Regions from separate parts of the Mus musculus genome. Here region 1 is linked to region 2. Evidence: chromatin contacts called from public promoter capture Hi-C data. All regions are on one chromosome and are shown on one strand. Each heading gives the region's core, a stretch centred on a gene start, on an enhancer-like site or on the middle of the called end of the contact. The rest is flanking DNA. Distances are from core to core; before and after follow the strand shown. Region 1 holds the start of Alox5 (arachidonate 5-lipoxygenase). Region 2 holds the start of Syn2 (synapsin II).

Region 1 (2,700 bases), core at 122-2,621, 1.3 Mb after region 2:
ATAGTAAACTAAATGATAAGAAGGCAGCCTGGTAAAATCAAACCTAAGCCTAGTTTAGACCTGGAGGTAGTAGAAGGAAGAGGAACCCCCCACCCCCACCCCAAGGGTCTGCAGCGTGCCTGTCTATTACAGACTCACTTACTGAGCAAGTCTGATGTACTAGGCACTTAGTGGGTCACTGAAAACCATGACCTGCCTGTGTTAAGAGAAAGTCATGGGGCTAGACTTTACACACCAGCAGCATCCAAACGGAATGGCCTCCCACAGTGCCTGTGGGGCTGCCAGACTCCAAAGTCTGTATTAGGAGGGAAGAAAGGAAATCTTTCTTCCTTTTTTCCTTCAGAAGCTAATACTCAGGGAGGAAGTGTCCTCTTGCACGCACCCTGCTGACAGTCTTTCCAAAGGCTGCTCGGGCCAGACCTTCCTTCCTTTACATTCCTCCACTGGGACTGAGTGCAGGAAATGTAGGGTACCTAAGTGTGGGGGGCAATCCCTGGACTCATTCCTAGCCCCCAAATGGGACTGGGCTCCCTCATGACTCATGGGTAAGATTAAACCTAACCAATTTTTAGTTTGGTAAACGAAGGTCCACAGTAGGGATAGAAGAGTGATTATGCCCAAGTTGACTCCCGATCCTGGATCTCTGACTTACCCTGGACTTACACTGTCTACACAAAATGGCTAGCTGTCGAACAGGGCTTTCTATGCTTTGCAGTGGTACTGGACTCTGGGGCACTAGGACCTCAGAACTCCCGAGGTGAAGGGGCCTCTCACAAATTCTGGGTCCTGTTGGTGAAAGTTTGTGCCATCTCTCACATAAGAGGCCAGCCACATCAGTCCCCCACATTGGAAGTCATTTGTCCCTTAAGATACCCGAGTCATCAGGAAGTCTAGGGTGCCTCGCTTGCCCTGGCATGCACCGACTCTGGCGCTGCATCAGATCCCCAGATGCGCTCACATAGGGTCACGAGCGCGCTGGGACAGACAGTTCTCAGGTGCCTGCCTGTCCTGCCCCGCCGCCCTCCCGCTCTTTGCTGCCAGCCGTCGGTCCCAAGCGCGCATTCTCACCGCGCCCCGTTCGAAGTCATTGTAGAATGCCTTGTCCAGCAGATGCTTCTCGCTACAGCCCGCAGAGCCAATGAGGCTGAGGTAGATGTAGTCGTCGGTGCCCGCGAACCACTGGCTGCCGGTGGCCACGGTGACCGTGTAGGAGGGCATGACTCCGGGCAAGTGAGTGCTGCTGGTGTGGGAGCAGGAGCCCGCGAAGCTCGGCGTGGCAGCCCACCAACTTCTTGACCCTGTCACTCGCGGCAGCTCCCTGCCACAGTGGCCAGCAGCGGGCCAGCCTTGCGCTTGGGTCTGGCTCCACCCTGCGACCGGCCCTGCCTTCAGGCGCTGGCTCCGCCCCTGTCTCTGGCCAGTCCCAGGACCCCACCTTCCAACGCATCCTTCTCTCCTGTGGCACTGGAGGGACAGTGATCTCTGATAGGCTGAAGCCCTTGTTCCTCTGCCCCATCTCTACCTAGCTTTTATCCCTCATGCATTTTTGTTTTCATTAGTCAATTAATCCCTTATTTCTTCCATCTTTATGGCTTCTTGCCTGTTTCAGTGTCCCTCACTGTCAGCTCAAGAACTACCTGTGTCCTCATTCAGTTGCAGCACACAGCGTATGCAATAGTTACACTTAGAGCAGGGGGTCTGAAGCCCACAAGGAGAGTACCTGTAGCTCCACGGTGGACCCCAAGGAAACTTGAATGTTGGTTTCTTCACAAAATGAGTAAACCTTCTCTCTCTGGGCAAGGTACTGGGAGGCGCGGGGTGGGAGCAAACTTGGGGGAAATGGTTAGTGGTACTGGGAACCAGCCTTAGAAAGTAGTGGCCCGAGTGGGCGACTCCTAATCTGCACCTGTGGGACTGTCTGGAACTTTAATGGCATGCTTGCTGAGAGCGGACTTGTGATGGGAAAGGAGGTTGTCTTGTCCGGAGATGGCTTAAGGAGTTGGTTAAGACTGAGAGTCTTAGGGAAGAGTGGGATGCTCTTCAGTGAGAGCCTACCTGTGCATTTTGGGTAAAGGTAGAAAAGAAACCTTAAGGAGAGTGATTGCTGGAAGGTGAGGAGGGCTATCCCACTGTGCTCAGAAAAGCATAACATTGTTGCCATAGAGAGAAGGGAAAGCAGCTGGTCACTAGAAGGTAGGCGGTCAATGCACCCTCCTTAATTTACAGTGGAACAATGGGCAGCATTAATTTGTCTGTAATAAACTGTGCTACTACTTCTTGGTTATTTTTTTCCATTCTGCTTTTCCTGCCCTCCAGTTGATTGGATGGGGCTCACCTAGCAAGTGAGACAATGTATAACAATTAAATCTACAAAATCCTTCGATAATACCCTGCTCATGTTGGATGGAATGACTACATTCCATACATTGGTCATGCCACAGTCTAAGTGAGCTCTCTTCTGAAATTTTGAATCTTCTAATTTCCACAGATCCTTGGCACATTCCCTTCCCTTCTGGGTGGTTTCTCCTGCCTTCCTTCTGTACCTCTAGATCTTGTGCAAACTCCTTCCCAGATGTTGTTTCTTCTGTGAATCTGTTTGCCTCTCTTTGACTGCTACCCTATCACCGCTGCTCACACTTACTGTCACATTGTCATCTGTCCCAAGGGGATCTGCTCTGTCGTCATTTCTCCCATCATATT
Region 2 (2,700 bases), core at 21-2,520:
CTGATTCCATTCAGACTAGCTAATACTACTGAGAAATAAGAATAAGGACTTAGGCCCCACTACTGGCTTATCTACTGCGTACCAGACGCTTTACCTACATGTTCTCATTTACTCCAGCAGCTTTGAAAAGTGCTATCTGTTTTTATTAGCTGTGGAAGAAAAAGGTTCAAGGGAGTAATTTGCCCAAAGTCGTGCATCACTCCAGGTGGTCTGCCTGTCAAGTACATCTGCTACATTTTGTCCAGATACAAATGTAGGGGACTAATATACCTGAAGACAGATCAAAACAAAGGTTCAAAGAGCACACAAAATTTAGAGAGTGCACAGAGAAGTTGGTAGTCAGATAAACCTTCATGGAGATGGTCAGTTAGGGGACTAGGTCGCCCTACAACACTGGGGAACAATGTATGTCAGGGAAGCAAATTGAGGGGGTAGCCTTGGCTATCTGTCTGAGGGATCCTGAAAAGACATTTTCAGTCTTCTCGGGCTCTCTTGCGCGCGCGCGTGCTCTCTCTCTCTCTGGTCAGGGAGAGAATTGTGCACTATTAAGTGGGGCACAGAAATTGCCTCCTAATGTCCTCCAGGGCAGTGTGGAGAGGGTCTGCTTAGGTTCCTTCTTCCTCAAGGAGGGTGAGGTAGCCCTCTACTTCATTGTGGTCTGGACTCCCACCTTTTGGGTCAGGGAGAGGTTTTTCCCATTCAGCACGGGTAGGCAGCTTTTATTCATTCATTCATTCATTCATTCATTCATCCATCCATCCATCCATTCATTCATTCAGGTCTCAGCATACAAGGTGCGCATTAGCAGCAACAGATTAGTCCATTCCTTCTCATCTGAAAGTTGGGGACTTTGGCATCATTTTCCTGAGCTTCAGGAAAGGAAATGCTTCGCTTTGCTCACTGAATGGTGGTCCTGGGTGTGTGTGCGCGCGCACACACACGCCAGAGCGGGTGGAGGGGCAGGTGTAGCTCTTTTCTCTCACCTCAGGGTAGGGAAGCTGACACCTCTCTTCTAACTAGATGGTATTAGGATGGTGTCTTCGTCTGGAACTGGGACACGACTCTCCTCTTGAAACCACGAAGGTGATGATGGTGGGAGACTCTCGGCTTTCCTTCCCTCCACACTGCGAGAGCTCCTGGTTCCCACACAGTCACGCTCAGGTGGCGGGAGGGGACACTCTCCCTTCTCTTTGCGCCAGAGCCTGAAAAGGCGGGGGACGCGCGAGTAGGCGGGGGCGGAGCAGGCTCTGCGGAGAGGGGCGGAGACAGAAGTAGTCACGCCCTCGGCACCGCCCACTGCTCCCTCGCTAACAGGCTCGCTCCCCAGACCCAGAGCGCCGCGGCTGTCTGCTGGGCTCCCGGAGACGCGGACCACCTTCGGTGTCCCCGCGCCGTCCTCCCCGCGCCGCTTGGCCCGCCGCCTCGAGCGCCCTCAGCCCCTCAAGCCAGATGATGAACTTCCTGAGGCGCCGGCTGTCGGACAGCAGCTTCATCGCCAACCTGCCCAATGGCTACATGACTGACCTTCAGCGCCCGGAGCCGCAGCAGCCCCCTCCTGCCCCTGGCCCCGGTGCCGCTACGGCGTCGGCGGCCACCTCAGCTGCCTCGCCCGGTCCCGAGCGCAGGCCGCCACCCGCCCAGGCACCCGCGCCGCAGCCGGCGCCGCAGCCCGCGCCGACGCCGTCGGTGGGCAGCAGCTTCTTCAGCTCGCTGTCGCAAGCGGTGAAGCAGACGGCCGCCTCCGCCGGCCTGGTGGACGCGCCCGCACCTTCGGCCGCTTCCAGGAAGGCCAAGGTGCTGCTGGTGGTCGACGAGCCGCACACCGACTGGTAGGCCCCTGCGGGGTCCGCCGGGGGCAGGGTGTGAAGATGGACCCTCGAGGTCACCCGGGAGAGCACCGGGGACGAGCAGGTGTCTGTGTGTGGGAGGGGCGAGGGCAGGCGTTGACCTCCCAGAGACATGGGTCCTAAGGTAAAGGACTCGGTGGCCTCCAGGCCGGTGGCAGAGCAAGCTACTTCATTAAGCACCAATGGAGCTTAAAAATAGTGATAAGTCGACCACGCTCTAAAGGAAGGCCACACAGCCAAGAATATTTGGGCAGCACATATTGGCTGTGACAGTGGTGGTGGGGACACCACAAAGTTGGGAAGGAAGAGAAGGAGGGATGGATCTGGAAAGAGCTGGGGGAGGGAGGGTGAAGATGATCAAAACAGGTTGTACAACATCCTCAAAGAACTAATAAAAAACAAAAACAAAACACAAATACTTATGGTGGGGGGGGGGCAGGCTTAACAGTTTAGACGCATACAAGCTAAGGTGAAAATGGACCCAGATGGCCATCAAAATAAAGGACACCAAAAAAGATTCTAGTCTGCAAGGTTTGGAATGAGTTGGGAGTGGATATTAGTATTTAAGTTGGATAGGTGTTTTTGTTGTTGTTATTGTTTGTTTGTTTTGTTTTAAACCTGTACCTGTATTGATATCAAGGTGGGTTAGATCACAGGTGTCTCAGAGTGTGATTGACATCTGTTTAAAAATAATGAGATTATTATATATATGCAACAGGGAGGGGATATATGTTTTAAAAATTTTGTTCTCTCTCTTCCCTTCTCTCCCTCCCTCCCTCCCTCCCTCCCTCCCTCCTTCCCTCCCTCCGTGTGTGTGTGTGCGTGTGTGTGTGTGTGTGTGTGTGTGTGTGTG

Evidence for each region. Capture Hi-C pulls out chosen DNA fragments and counts their contacts.
Region 1: a promoter capture Hi-C map of liver shows a contact between it and region 2, with 4 times the contacts expected there. The contact joins the promoter of Alox5 here to the promoter of Syn2 in region 2. A contact is called at or near these places in 3 of 39 promoter capture datasets (liver and pre-B cells) and 1 of 9 other capture datasets (liver).

Annotation. Positions count from the first base shown.
Region 1 is chr6:116,459,807-116,462,506 of GRCm38.p6, forward strand. It overlaps Alox5 (arachidonate 5-lipoxygenase), which reads right to left and starts at 1,372. Exons shown (of 14, transcript NM_009662.2): 1 at 1,069-1,372. The coding sequence starts at 1,218.
Region 2 is chr6:115,133,632-115,136,331 of GRCm38.p6, forward strand. Syn2 (synapsin II) reads left to right here and starts at 1,271. Exons shown (of 13, transcript NM_001111015.1): 1 at 1,271-1,829. The coding sequence starts at 1,450. Gm17733 (predicted gene, 17733) reads right to left here and starts at 1,204. Exons shown (of 2, transcript NR_132436.1): 1 at 984-1,204.